Linked DNA regions of Zea mays: region 2 is linked to region 1. The links are chromatin contacts, called in public Hi-C maps. All regions are on one chromosome and are shown on one strand. Each heading gives the region's core, a stretch centred on a gene start, on an enhancer-like site or on the middle of the called end of the contact. The rest is flanking DNA. Distances are from core to core; before and after follow the strand shown. Region 1 holds the start of LOC100284346. Region 2 holds the start of LOC100281707 (ATPase, coupled to transmembrane movement of substances).

The links. Hi-C and Micro-C count contacts between places; a contact is called where the count stands out from the background.
Region 2: a Hi-C map of bundle sheath shows a contact between it and region 1, with 1.8 times the contacts expected there. The contact joins the promoter of LOC100281707 here to the promoter of LOC100284346 in region 1. A contact is called at or near these places in 4 of 25 Hi-C or Micro-C datasets (bundle sheath, ear, endosperm and 1 more).

What each region holds. Positions count from the first base shown.
Region 1 is chr6:153,673,768-153,681,102 of Zm-B73-REFERENCE-NAM-5.0, forward strand. It overlaps LOC100284346, which reads left to right and starts at 3,761. Exons shown (of 1, transcript NM_001157241.2): 1 at 3,761-4,714. The coding sequence starts at 3,870. The coding sequence ends at 4,484.
Region 2 is chr6:153,890,843-153,898,177 of Zm-B73-REFERENCE-NAM-5.0, forward strand. It overlaps LOC100281707 (ATPase, coupled to transmembrane movement of substances), which reads right to left and starts at 4,247. Exons shown (of 1, transcript NM_001154627.2): 1 at 1,835-4,247. The coding sequence starts at 4,049. The coding sequence ends at 1,965.

The DNA of each region.
Region 1 (7,335 bases), core at 2,511-5,010:
GGGTGTTCGTTTGTGGTTTTAATTTGTCTAGATTATATAATATAACAAATTTTAAATTAAGTTTTAGTTTAAAATTTGTTAGATTATATAATCTGAATGGATTATATCACAAACATGAAGAGGCCTGATCTCACCTGACCTCGATAAATTTTATAAATCTTTACTGTTAAAATTTATAAAACATTGTATAATATAGTAAAGCCGCTCTTGATGATCCCGACAATATTTTCGGCTCGATTAGGCAACGCCTGGCGCTTTGTTTAATTTGACGACTAGCTAAGCTCCCCAGATGTATCTCCCGCATTGGTGTCATGACATACTCCAGGACAGAAACGAACGAAGCAAGCAACACATTCCCATGGCCCGCTCGGAAAGGGACCAAGAGGTTGGTTTTGGCTGCTTCCCCCCCCCCCCCCCCCCCCCCCCCCCCCTGCAAGTCATCGATCAGGACGTGCCCTTCTGTACACGAGATATACAGAGAGGGAGAGGGATATCTCTCGACACACACCCAACGTGCAGAGAGAGAGAGATGCAGAGAAGAACAGGTTGTTTACTTCCTTCTTCTCATACTGCCTTGAAACAAGCCGCCCAAGGCTTTGTTCCAAATCTCGCGTTATAATTCGGCGCAAGAAATCAAAATCATTGCTACAGCACATCGTCCAGTACGAGCACACCGTGCTCTCTTGTCTTCCAGGCAAGCTTCCGTTGCTGTTTCCCAGATGTCTCCATGGATCGCGCCCACGAAGCGGACTTGTATCTCCATTGATGGAGAGCTAGCGTCAAAGGGCGGTGCTCGCAATTTTTTGACTAGTGAGCCGGAGAAGTTTCTAGAAGAATCTGGTTTTTAGCAGGAGCTTCTCTAGTACTACTGTCCTATGTCGTCATGGGATGGACGCACGTCGACGTGAAGTGACTCCACGTGTCCTTTTGACTAGTCCCACTTGTGCTAGTGCTTCGAGATATGATATGATGAATTGCGTGAGAAAGAAAACGACACACAGACGCGGCAGAACAAGACAAAAAGATTTTGCATGATTGACCGCTGCATTTGGCTGAGCCCCCGTCGTTTCCAAGACCGACCGACCAACCAACCAAACCCGGTTACGACGCCGATGCTACGGCGGGACGGCCGCGGTCTGGCTGACCGCCCACGGGTTCGTTCCATGGATCAATGGGTGATCATACGCCGCCGAGTCGCCGGGCATGTTTAGTTCGCCTTTTTTTTCCTTCTCAAGAGCTTTTCTAAAATGCTAGATGTGAGAAGGATCTAGCCGTGAGAACAAGATAGCCGATAAGAATTTAAATGTTTAGTTCGACTGCTGACAGAGAAGTTGTTTGTTAGAATCTAGATATTTGGATAGCCAGATTCTAATATTATAGATATATATAAAAAGGGCAAACAAACTTAATAAGCATCATGTACTTATAATACCACATCATTTATCCCTTACAAGTTATTAATTTACGCACACATATAGCTACCTACGACACTAACGCATTAGTACTAAATCCCTAAAAGCACTCATGTCTAACTCATCTGACTCGGTTAGAATGACTTGTTACCTATAAGCGGTTGATCTAGGTGTTTAGAGAGTCACTCGTGACGGTATAAAACCACCTAAGAATCCCGAGAAGCTCCACACGAGTGACGAAAAAGAAATTCATTTTAATGCTAGAGCCAACAATTGATTGTATGAATCTCTTAGCGTGGAAATTTTCAATCAAGTATGTACCTTGAAAACTGCTAATGAGATTTGGCTAAAATTGCATGAGCTCCATGATGGCACATCTAATGTCCGTGAGCAAAAACATTTTCTAGTTTTAAATAAGAATAATTCCTTTGAAATGAAAGAAAATAAGCTTGTTAGAGACATGTATTCCCGCTTAAATCTTGTGATTAATGAGCTCAACTCTATTGAAATTAATAAGCTAGGTGATGTGTACATTGTGAGAAATATCCTCCCTTCTACCACAACAAAGATATGAGAGCATTATCACCATCCTTTTCAATCAATACTTGCCTTTCCCTTTCTTCAAGTGACTATAAACACAAATATTGACAAAGTGAGATCACACTTCTGATCTAGGCACAATCTCCTTCCTTTTCTTCACGTTATCTTCTTTCTTTTCCTTAGAAGCGTTGTTGGTCCGTGTCGATTCCTTGCTGGCATTTACGACCTACATTGCAGTGGCCACACATCAAAACATTAAAATCAAAAATCACAAAAAAAAGAAGAGAACATACATGCAAAATCAAATCATACTTCGTTAGAGGACTGCTTTGTTGGTGTTGCCATATGACTGCTGTGTTAGAGAACTGAGTACATGTCTAGATAAAAATTTCTCCTCCTAGGACTGCTCATTATTGTGTCATAAAACAAAAAGGTTAATGTTTTGGTATTTTCTATTTTGCACCTAATGATTAATGAACAACATAAGTAAAGAACAACACTGCACACAGCCCACAGTCACCTAACAATTAATGAATAACATAAGCAAAGAATACAACACTGGCACTCACCTTAGTTTTCCTCTTCGGTCTTCAGTACTGTAGGGGCGCAGGGCACGACGAGGTCGGCCATCGACGGTAGGGGCACAGGGCGACGAAGGATGCGCGATGGCGGAGGCCGACTAGTGGCGAGCGGTGGCCGCTGGTGGCTAGTAGTGAGCGATGGTCGACGAGTGGCGACCCGCTGGTGGCCGACTCGTGGCGAGAGGTTGCCTCTTGGTGGTGGCTTGGTAGTCCGCACTCGAGAGGTGGCGGCACGGCGAGCGAAGATAGGGTATGGTTTGATGCGCATTCGTGACTCCGTGCGTGAGCGTGAAGCCGCCGTGAAGGAGATAACTCCGACAAGGACAACTGTTGAGAGCCTGAGATGAGACCGATAGGTCCGTGAGCTGCGTACATCTGTGTGAGGCTAAGGCCTGAGGGCCTAAGGTCGTGAGCCTGTGATGTGTGTGATAGGCTAAACTTAGGACCAGTGGGCGTGGCCCATATGTTTATGGTTTAAACCGAATAAAAAAAATCCAAACTCTGAAATTAAGTACGATTTACATAGATTGGTAACCGAAATTTAGTTCGGTTTTTTTCGGATGAGTTTTTTTTTGTTTTTATGTCCAGTCCTACAATAAATGTCTAATAAAATAGTTGTTGATACTAACAAAAGTCAAATCAGAATGTCACTGGGAAGAAAATGGTTCTGGCTCTATACAACAGATACAGAGAGAGAGAACATCTTTTGTCGTACGTTTTTTTGTACGACTCCACCGGCTCTGGGACCGTACGTTCAGAACTTCCGATAGGAATCAAGAAACAGAAGAGAAGTCAGACGGCCAAGCCACCCGCTGCACGTGCCTGATGACATGCCCGTGTCGAGCTCGAGGGTGGAGGGCTGGAGACAAGTTGGGGTTCCAATCCCGGTGTGTGTGCTGGATCCACGCGCCGCCGCATAATCTCCAGCTAGCCTCCGCGTCCCAGCCGCAAAACCAGGTGCTTGCCCGCGCGCTCCGTGGCACGCCTGGCATGGGCATGGCAGCCCTATCCGTGCCGGGGCCCGGGGATCGACGAGTCGACTCGTTCGTCTTCATCCGACGCGCGGCGCGAGAGGGACGCGCAAACCGCGGAGCTGGCGAGCCCAAACCGCGGAGCTGTGGCTCCCCTCCCGAAAGTTTGGCGGTGCGTGCGACCCCAACGGAAACAACTAACCGCGGCCGGTTCACGCGGCCCGCCTAAATCCCGCTCTCCTCCCTCGCCCCTCCCTCTCTCTCCTCATCCACCACCAGTGCCTCCACGAATCTTCAACAGGCAAAGCCAATCAATAATCACCAGCCACATCAATCCATTCCCTTTCCTCTCCCGCTCCACTTCCATGGGCAAGGTTCGGTCCTTCTTCTCGCGCTCCCGCAGCGGCAAGCGCGGCAGCGCCCGGAGAGCAGGCTCGTCCTCGCCGCACTCCTCCGCGGCCAGCGCGCCGCCGTCCCCGTCCCCACTCCCGAGGAGGTCACCGTCGTCGTCGTCAACCACAACCAGGGACGAGACGGAGCGCGTGTTCCGCAAGTTCGACGCGAACGGCGACGGGCAGATCTCGCGGTCCGAGCTGGCGGCGCTGTTCGAGGGCGTGGGCCACGCCGTGACCGACGACGAGGTGTCGCGCATGATGGAGGAGGCGGACGCGGACGGCGACGGCTGCATCAGCCTGCCCGAGTTCGCCGCGCTCATGGAGTCCGCGTCCGCCGACGCCGCCGCCGTCGAGGAGGACCTGCGCCACGCCTTCATGGTCTTCGACGCCGACGGCAACGGCCTCATCACGCCCGCCGAGCTCGCGCGCGTCCTGCGCGGCCTCGGGGAGTCCGCCACCGTCGCCCAGTGCCGCCGCATGATCCAGGGCGTCGACCGCAACGGCGACGGCCTCGTCTCCTTCGACGAGTTCAAGCTCATGATGGCCGCGGGCGGCGGCGGCGGATTCGGCAGGATCGGTGCCTAGGAACAAGGATCCTGTGCCTGTCCTGCTCTGCCTCTGCCCCGCTCCGCTCCGCTCCCACAAATTGGATTTCTTTCATTTTATTATGTATGTACATATACTACACTGGAATCACACGGACAGCGCCACGTAAAAAAGCCCCCTTTTTCATTTGGTTTTTGTGTACTATACAATGCAAATCTGCATCCATTGTACTGCTATGGATGTTCAATGGAATTGTTTCGGCTTTCATCAATTGCAGTCTGCTAGTAGTTCGGAGTTTGCGTCTCATTGTTATTTGGGGTTCTCTTAATTTGGCACAAGTGCGTTCATACCACAAACACAAGGGGCTGACAACGATGCTGATCGTTGGTAGCTAAAACTCAGGCAAACCAAGTTTTTTTTTTTGTCTCTGTTTGGTTTCTTGCCGAAATTTGCTAATACCTCGTATTTAGCTTGTTAGTAAATATTTTTTGTCAAAAATTTGGTTGCTAAATCTTTGATTTGGAAGTCAACCTAGCAGGCCCAACATTCCCATGTGTGTTGGATTTGGGAAGCCTAACGCTAAGATAGATTTCTAGTCTGACCAGCACAAGCGCCCTACCAAACAGCCTTGAAAGACAGTCTTCTCCTTGCCTCCTTTTTTTATACTCGGTTCAGTTCAGACGACCAAAAATATAATCCATATAGACAAAAAAGCTTGGATTAAAACATCGTAGAAATAGTAGAAGCCGGCTGTTTTAGTAGAAGCCGGCTGTTTAGATTGTTATAACTGCAGTTTATAGGTACAAAAACATTGTATAAGTAGTTAAAGCTGGTATGAATTAAAGCCAAGCGAACATGATTATAGCGAATTTCGTGTGAAGTTGTGAACTACTACACTGATGACGTATTAGGGTTGGGTTGTGGTTATGAAAAAAAGTTGTTGTGGACCGTGAATTATAAAAAAAGTTGTTATATGTTGTAATCTATTAAAAAACTAAAAACCGTTGGATAGAAATCACTAAAAGTCGCTAAAGTTTCTTCTGAGAAAGTCGACTTTTATTAGTAAAAACTGTTTCATGATTGTAGTTCTAGCCTTTTGGTTTGACGTTTTTAATTTAGTGGGCAAAAACCAAACCAAACACACTTTTAGCGCATGCCGTGGTTTTGAGGAAAGCAGTGGTAATATGAGATATACATTCAGTAGAGAGAACGAAAGCTACAGCAAGGGTTGTTCATTGTGATCGATACCACTCTATGTGCAAGCGCCGTGGCTTTGACAAAAGCAGTGACAACAGGAAAGCACGACAACGACTCGTCTTGGGTTCTCGGGTGTTCCTAGTTTCTCTGAAAACAACACCCTAACAAGGACATGGTTTAAGTTTAAAAAAAAAGGACTAGTAATTATAGCCCAAACTTGCTTTCTCCCGTGAAGGCCAAAAAACAAGAAAAAAATGGTTGTGTAATTAAGATTCCCGTGCAATCGAACTATCAATATCATAACTATTTTTACAAAAAAATATAAATATAGTTCATTATTTATGTTACCAACGTATCAAGTTTTAATTTAACTTATGTCAAGAGATATAAAAAATTTCTATTATATTCTTTTTTATACTCCCTCCATTTTAAAATAGTAGTTGTTTTATCTCTATATTTTTTCATATTCATATAGATGATTATATATATATAACACATACATTAATTATTTTATCAATCTAGTAAAAAGTTAAAACGAATTTTAATTTGAGATAGAGGGAGTATCTCTTGATATACGATGAATTAAAACTTAATTAGATTAGATATATTGGTAAGTAACTAATGGGGCATATCTATAGTTTTAAGAATTTTATTATGATTGTACGATGATTATAAGGAAGTTTTAAGTGTCTACTATAGTGTTTTGTCAAAAACATATTAATGGATGTTTGGTTTCTAGGGACTAATTTTTAGTCCCTACATTTTATTCCGTTTTAGTTTCAAAACTACTAAATATAGAAACTAAAACTCTATTTTAGTTTCTATATTTGTTAATTTATAAACTAAAATGGAATAAAATGAAAAGACTAAACATTAGTCCCTAAAAACCAAACACCCTTTAAACTTGTTTTATTCTGTGAAGACTTAAAGACATGAAATTTCCAAAGTTGGAATAAACTGAGATCTCAACAAGGACGCGCCGCCAACAACACAAATTAGTGCATTATATACTCCCCTATTACTTAAACATTTCCAAAGTTGATTACAACTGAGCGGTGACAGTGCGATGACGAGGACGTCGACTCGAGAATACTCAACAAAGCGGATAGAATTGATCAAACTTTTCATACTAAGCTAAGGAATTTTAGAAGGCAAAAACAGTTTTTTCAGTTAGTAGCTGTATAAATTTAATAGTTATTATGTTGTTACTTTCTATTAATCAACTAATCACCATTAACTATATTAATAATAGCGCTTGATTAGAAAATAATGTTAGAACATATATGTTTTTGTTTGTTCTTTTTAAAGCTGTTCTTAAGATTTGTAGAAAAGGGGAGTAATATCATATTCGTGCCAGAATCTAGGATACATGATTTCATTGTCTTATACAGAGAGATCACGTCGTTTCTAAGACTGTTAGGCCAAGAAATCAAAACACCATCTGTCGTCAGATCAGGAACACTATCAAATCACAATCTACACCATGTGGCTGAATAGCAATCAGATCATGCGGCAAGAACAGGCATGACCACAAGGCAGATCTGTCCTATGCAGTGAGCACGGGAAACTCATGTTTCCGGCCCGGACGGCCAGTTGCTAGTGGATGCACAGCGTGACTTGCTACAGCAATAATCAGGCGCGCATCGTGTCCTTGTTGGAGTGTCTAGGAGCATCCCTCTCCTTGCAGATAATG
Region 2 (7,335 bases), core at 2,997-5,496, 220 kb after region 1:
GCCTCACAAGTGCCATAAATGAGAGAATCAAGCAAGAAATAGCTACTCGTGTGTGTTGTGTGATAGTGCCTTGTGAAAATACTTGAGAAGAGAGAGTGTTCTGCCTCTTGTGATCATTTGCGCGTGGGGTTTTGACTCCTATTCGTTGTAAAGCTAGCAAGAGCCTCTTTAACTTTGTAGAAGGCCTTGAGAAGGCTTCAGCCTTTTGATTGACAAAGAAGGAAACAGTCAAATGGCCTTGGTGACTGTTGGAGAGAGGGAATGGGTTGAAAAAAGACCCGTCCTAGATGGACTTAACGGGGATTAGGTTCTTTGTGAACCAAACCTCGGTAAAACAAATCGTCCATGTCTCTTGTGATTGTTGTGCTTGTGATTTATTTTTCCTGTCCCTCTCTAAGTTCTCTTGTGTATTCTTTGTTGATGCTACTTCTTGTTGCTTAGAGATAGATTCTTATTTGAAGAAGGAACTCTTTGCAAGGAAGAACTTGTCTTCATACTAGTTATCTAAGTTCTCTTGCTCTATTCGTCATAGATATTCCTTTGTGTTGCTTTAAGTTAATTCCACGTTCTTTAGAAGCAACAGTTTTACAAGAAAAAGACTTAGCTTTGTACTCCGATTATTGTTCATCTTGTTCTAACCGCTAATCAGGGGATCATGTTTTGTTTTAAAGAATTAAATTTTAGGTTTTGCCTATTCACCGGAACGGTAGTTTCATGAGAAGGGATGTAATTAGGACTTCCAACAGGATTGGTACTAGGCTAATCGCTCCATAAAGACAAATTTATATTAAATTCTATCTAAATAGGCTCTAGGATTATCTAATACTTCTATTCTACCTCTAAAATGATGTACCTAAGTTCTAATCATAGCAATCCCACTTCTTAAATCTAGGAAAGTAAAAACATAGGTAAATTGCATACAAGTAAATCCCAAAAAAACAGAAAAGGAGAAACAAAAGCCATCTCCACAAAAAGGGATCATTTCTGTGATTTTGGTTGATTAGTCTATGATGAAGTACCCACCTAGGTTAACTCTCCCGATCAACGCTACTATAGAATCGCTTGAGCCACCCTATGCACCAAATAGTTCTCATGCTAATTGGGCTACCTACAAAAATGAAGCTTTTTTAAAAAAAAAACTTTTGCAACTATCGAGCGATGGCAATCTAAACCTCTCATATCACCTCATTCACATAATGGTAAATATGTTGCCACTCAACCCAAACAAAAATGTCACCTTAACATGTTACTCTCTATTTCATATTATAAACCGTTCTAACTTTTTTAGGTACATAACTTTTACTAGGTGCCTAGATAAACATCATTTATCTAGAAAATCAAAATTGACTTTTAATTTGAAATAGCGAGGTAATATCATACACTACACAGTGCTCGCACTACTTTGTTCGTTGGGCCAGCCCAGCTCAACGATCGGTTTTGTTTGTAATAGTTTGTGTTTCATCGACTGTCTTAGGGTCGAGCTCGGGAAGGGCCCCCAACATTTTCAGTTTGTGTCGCAAGTGGCTGGTGAACTTTGTTGTTGAGATGGTTCACCAAGCAGGCAAGCACTTCCACACGCCGAATACTCTGTCCAGTTGCTGATTTTTTGTTGATCTTGCACTTACAATGAACAGAATCATCCTCCAGCCTTACACTAAAGCTTGTTAACGAGCCAGAATTTGAGCAATTTGTTATTGAAATAACTGTGATTGATTACCAAAAATATATTCAGATTCCACAGCACGCCGCGGATTAACATTACTTTTACTTACTTAACACCAGTCCCAAAATATAGGAAAAAAAGTTTCAAAGTAAAGGAATACAACATAAGATATTGGAATAATTACATGATCCAATTTAATCAACCAATGACTCTCTTCACCTCCAAACAGAAAATGATGCATGATGAGACACAGAGCTGTTCGCCGGAATCAACCTAACCCTGCTCCCTGAAAAGATCACAATCACAGGGTGGTCTTGGAGGCCCTCCTGACGAGCACAGCCCAGCACAAGATCCTGTAGAGCAGGAAGAAGCCCAGCATGACTCCGACGTTGACCCACCTCATCCCCTCGTCGATACCCCTGTCCCTGAGCACGTCGGCTCCGGTCCTCAAGCACACGCCTCCGGGCATGGCGTCATTTTTTCCTCCCATCCACGCCACGCACCTGCCCCTTGCGCTGCCCCCGTACTCGTTGATGAGCAGCAGGTCCAGCGGGTACCTGTACATGGACACGTAGTACATGAACGCCCAGTACCTCGGGATGTTGTCCTTGGGGATAAAGTAGCCGGAGAAGAGGAAGAAGACGCCCAGGAACACGCAGATGAGGGCGTTCCCGAGCACGAAGTCCGGCGACACGGCGCTGAGGAAGAGCACGAGGGAGCTGGCCATGAGCATGATGAGCCAGACGGCAAGGACGAACAAGGCGAAGGCGGCGAGCGGCGTGGCGCGGAGCCCGGCGAGCCAGTAGAGGGGCGCCGAGAAGAGGAGCGACACGGCGAGGAGGCACGGCGCGAAGACGAGCGCGTTGGCGAGCACGTAGGAGGAGAGGCGGTACGCGCGCCTGGAGGCCTCCCGCATCAGCACGCGGCGCTCGTGGAGCAGGATGGGCAGGGCCTCCACGGTGGACGAGAGCAGGAAGCTGAGGGTGAAGGCGAAGAGGCCCAGCCGGAGCGCCACGCCGTCGGGGCTGTCCGGGCTGAGGCGGAAGTAGACGCTGCCGAGGCCGAGGCCGCCCACCACGGCCTGCGCGGCGCGCGCCGCGAACAGCTCCCGCGTGCGGTACATGGTGCGCCAGCAGCGCACGGTCAGCGTTGCCACCTCCGTGAAGCGGCTGCAGTAGCCTTGGTCCGGGACGTCGAGGCGTCGTCCACTGACAAGGCCGCTCACCTCATCCTCGTCGTCGGCATTGTGCTCGGCGATCCTGGAGCTGCTGTCCTCTTCGAGCTGGCCGGTGACCTCCATGGCGAGCTCGAGCGGGTTGAGCTGCATGGGGATCTTGTGGCCCAACCGCGCCAGTGCGTCCTCCAGCGACGCGAGCGTGCCGACGTGCGCGACGGCGCCGCGGGATAGCAGGAGCAGCGAGGAGATGTAGTGCAGCATGCGGTAGCTGGGCTGGTGGATGCTGAGCACCACCACCTGGCGCCGCGCGCGGGACACGTCGTGCAGCAGCTGCAGCACGTCCAGGGCGGACCGGCTGTCCAGCCCCGACGTGGGCTCGTCCAGCAGCAGCACCGGTGGGTTGTGCACGATGTCCACCGCGATGGACACCCGCTTCCGCTCGCCTCCCGACACCCCGCGGGCGGCGGACGGCCCGCCGCAGCCGTCCCCGCCACCGACGTAGCTGTCGGCGACGTCGGACAGGCCGAGCTCCTGCATGAGCGCCTCCACGCGCTCGTTGCGCTCCGCGGCTGTCGCGGCGGCGCGGAGCCTGAACCGGGCGGCGAAGAGGATGGTCTCGCGGACCGTGAGGAGCGGCAGCAGGTTGTCGTCCTGCGTGACGAAGCCGCAGAGCCGCCGCAGCTGCGCGCGGGAGGTGACCGCGTGCCCGTTGAGCGACACCGTGCCGGGCTTGGCGATCTCGGAGCCCGTGCCGCGGCCGGACAGGATGCGGAGCAGCGTCGACTTGCCGGCGCCGCTGGGACCCACGACAGCGAGGATGTTGGAGCTGGACGCGGTGAAGGACACGGACTTGAGCAGGCCCGCCGCGCCGGCGGCATCGGGGGTCGGCGAAGCGGCGGCGGAGGAGGAGTAGGACAGGAACGACGGTAGGAGGTTGGCGGCGCGGCGGCGAGGGGCGGGGCACGAGAGGTTGTTGACGGCAAAGGTGTAGCGGGGCGGTGATGGGAGGGAGAAGGAGGAGGAGGGCGAGGCCGCCGAGTCCGGTGGCGACGAGGAGGACGTCGACGTCGACATGACCAGCGCCGGGTCCAGCTCCGAGGACAGGTCCTGATCCATGGGCATCTCTGCAAGCCTCTGCTGATGAGTGGTGGACGAGGATGGCGCGAAGCGGCTCAGCAGATATAGCTCGCTGATCTCGTCGTCTTCCATTTGCAAATCACAGGCCAGCTCGCTTGCTTGGACGTGTTACGCACCCATGCACGCACGCTTCATCACGGCACCCACCACCACTAGCTTAGCTTGCCAATGGCGATCTTCTAGATCTTGAAGCTTTCCACCAGGAAGCACTCAGAACAGAGAGACAAGAAAGACAGGGAGGGGAGCGCGCGCGCGCTCTGCTTGCTTGCCTGGATGATTTGATCTGGCTGAGCAAATGGGAGAAGGAAGCCTGCGCGGCCTTGTACCAAACGGGACGTCCCAAGCTGAAGAGGAACGATTTCGTTTCGTCTCGTTTGGGTGAGGGCCGTTGAGACCCGCGAGCTACTGTGACCAAACAGCCATTTCCGAGCGTGTCGTGGCGGTTGCACCTAAACACCTAACCGGCTTGAAATGAGTCGGTCGAATGCCGTCCACGGGGCCTGCCTGCGTTTCGTGGCGTGTTATGTCGCTGTGCCGAGCGAACACTAACAGTCTGATTGGATACCTGCACATGAGCGCGCACGCTCGGACGAGGCTGACTGTGTGGATACACCAGCTTTGAGCGTTTCTGTGGATGCAAGTGAAATGACTTATGTTGCATCTGTTCATGCAGACCACGTCTTCCACGTACAGGTAACCAAACAGTAGCTCACATAAAGTCAATGCACACGATGATACAGAATAAGATGATGCGAGCAACCAATCAAGCAGTAATAAAAGCAAGTTTCAGCTTCAGTACGCGAGTAGCGCTCTTCCGCCGATAGACAGACGCGTTTAGCTTCAGTTTATTAGTCTTCATGCAGGCTCTGTATCGGGTGCACAAAGCTACACCGGTGCACATATACACAAACGAATTTTTGGCCATCGATCTCGTATCCGACAGTCCATACACAAATTGTACCTTCCGCAGCCACTACAGTCTCCTGATGCGGGCTGATTTGGTGACCAAAGATTACAGGTGGATTGAAGGGATTGAGAGGAAAATTAGTTCATTCCCCCCTCAATCTCTTCCAATCCCCTCGTGATCCCCTTGTCACCAAATCAACAGAGTCTTCTGAAAATCCCCTCTCCGGCCTTTTCTTCCCCACGATTAGATATGTCAATGTGAAAACCATCCCATCATATTTGATCCATCCCATACCCATCCACGTACTTATTATGGGTGCAAAATTCATCTCATACTCATTCTCATTCGGATTTAGGGTCCCCAATAGGTCTCCATCCCCAATTAAGAGATAACTAGGTACTAACATCTAGCACAAACTCTCCAGATTTCAGACATCACCATATCGACAAGCACTCATCCATGAACCATGATCAATTCATCCATCCATCAGAAAAGAAATTAGTACTTCGGGACCAATAAAAAAATGGAGAATGGAGTCTACTTACCTTCCTTGTCACCATCCGAGTTCGTTGGCGCTTGAGAATCCATGGTCATCACCGTCATCCTAGGCTCCTACCAGTCGGCAATGCTCCTCGTCGCTGGTGAAGTCGTCAGTGCGCAATGCCAACGCAGCTGTCTAGGCGTGCGACGGCTGGCTGGCTGGGCAGGGCGTAGCGTATGGTTGGTTATTTTAGGGCTTTGTTTTTTTACTAGTTAGCTAGTTGTCTTGTCGTGTTGCCTTGTTGGGCTAGGACCTAGGGTCTGGTGTGCTGTCGTGTTGAACTTGATGGCCGACTTGGTCTCAACTCATTCATATAAACAACACAGGTGTACATGTATTAAATACATATGGATAATCGGGTTCGGATTATTGCTTCATAAACCCATACTCGTTTACCTAATAGTTGGAAATTTTGTCTCATACCAATACTACCAATACAGACAATTTTTATATCATACCGAACCCTAAGGGCTAGTTTAAAAACTCCATTTTCATATGAGATTTCTATTTTTTCCAAAGAAAAATGAACTAATTTTACTTAGGAAATGAAAATCCCTTGAAAAATGGGATTTCCAAACTAGCCTTAATAGTGGAATTGACCATGTGTTAGCAGGTATCGGGTCCATTAACATCTCTACCCACGACGATGTCTTCCCACGTACAAGCGAGCGCCGCCCTCGAGGAACCCTGCCGCCGTTGACCTCGCGCTCGCCGACTCTGTCACCTGCCGCTGCCGTCCCCTACCAACGCCTACTTCTTCACAACGCCATCGCCACCTGCGTGTTGCCAACGTCTCCTGCCAACGCCACGAACACCGCTGCCCCTGGCCTGATGAGCCTAATCACGCTGGTGTTCCCCGTGACGTCGGGTCGTCCTCCCAGCAATGCAAGAAGACCGATTATGCCGGTGTTCCAGGATGCTTGTAAATACCCAAAATGTTCTCATGATGCTTGTAAATTCACAAGATTTTCCTAGGATGTTTGTAAACAAAAAATGAGATGTATTTAAATTCCCAGGATGTTTGTAAACAAAAATTCCAAGGATGCTTGTAAACAAAAATTCTCATAATTCAGATATCCCACGATTCAGATGATCCAGATATCAGAATTCAGAATTTTTTTCCAGATGTCCCAGAATTCATAATTCATCTAAACTGTTGACTGTTGTCCGGCTTGTGTATTAGAATTCATGTGCACTAAACTGCTAACAGGTGCACTTACATTGGTACATTAGAATTCAACTGCCTTCTCAGCTTGTGTATGTGAGCACACCTGGAGTAAGAAAAATAATCCAAGGAGAGCAACATACAAACTGGCACTGAAGCTGCATCAACACAGATTCATTAATTTGCAAGTGCTAAATCTCAAAACAAATAGGATTATACGGTAGAATAAAACATCAAAAAATTCTGCTACCTACTTATATTTATTTATTGGTTCAATATGAAAGTAGTATGCCTAGAATATATATGCACATCAGAGAAAGCAAGTGTCACCTGTTGTCGTGCTGTAGCAAGTGTCACCTCGGTGGTGGGTTGGTGGCGGTGATCTGGTGGCATTGGTGGCGGTGTTTTTCTTCTCTGTTCTTTGGCGTCGCAGACTCGCAGTCGTCTCCACCACGGCGCCTCTGAAACCTTCCCCGCAGACTCAGTTTATACTGGAGCAGATGACGGATCATCAGGCGCGGGTCGTCGATCGGTTGGATCGTATCCTCTCCAAGGTGGATGCTCTGTCGACCCACGTTGATCAGCTGCAGGTACAGGTTCATCTCAACACCGATGCAGTGGATCATGTGGTTCGTGATCAACAGACGCTGGTTGCTCAAGTGGATGCTACGGGTAAAGCAGTGGCTAAGCTTACCTTGGAACGCATGGCTCGGGATTTGGAGGATTCTGCTTCAGTCATTTCGGT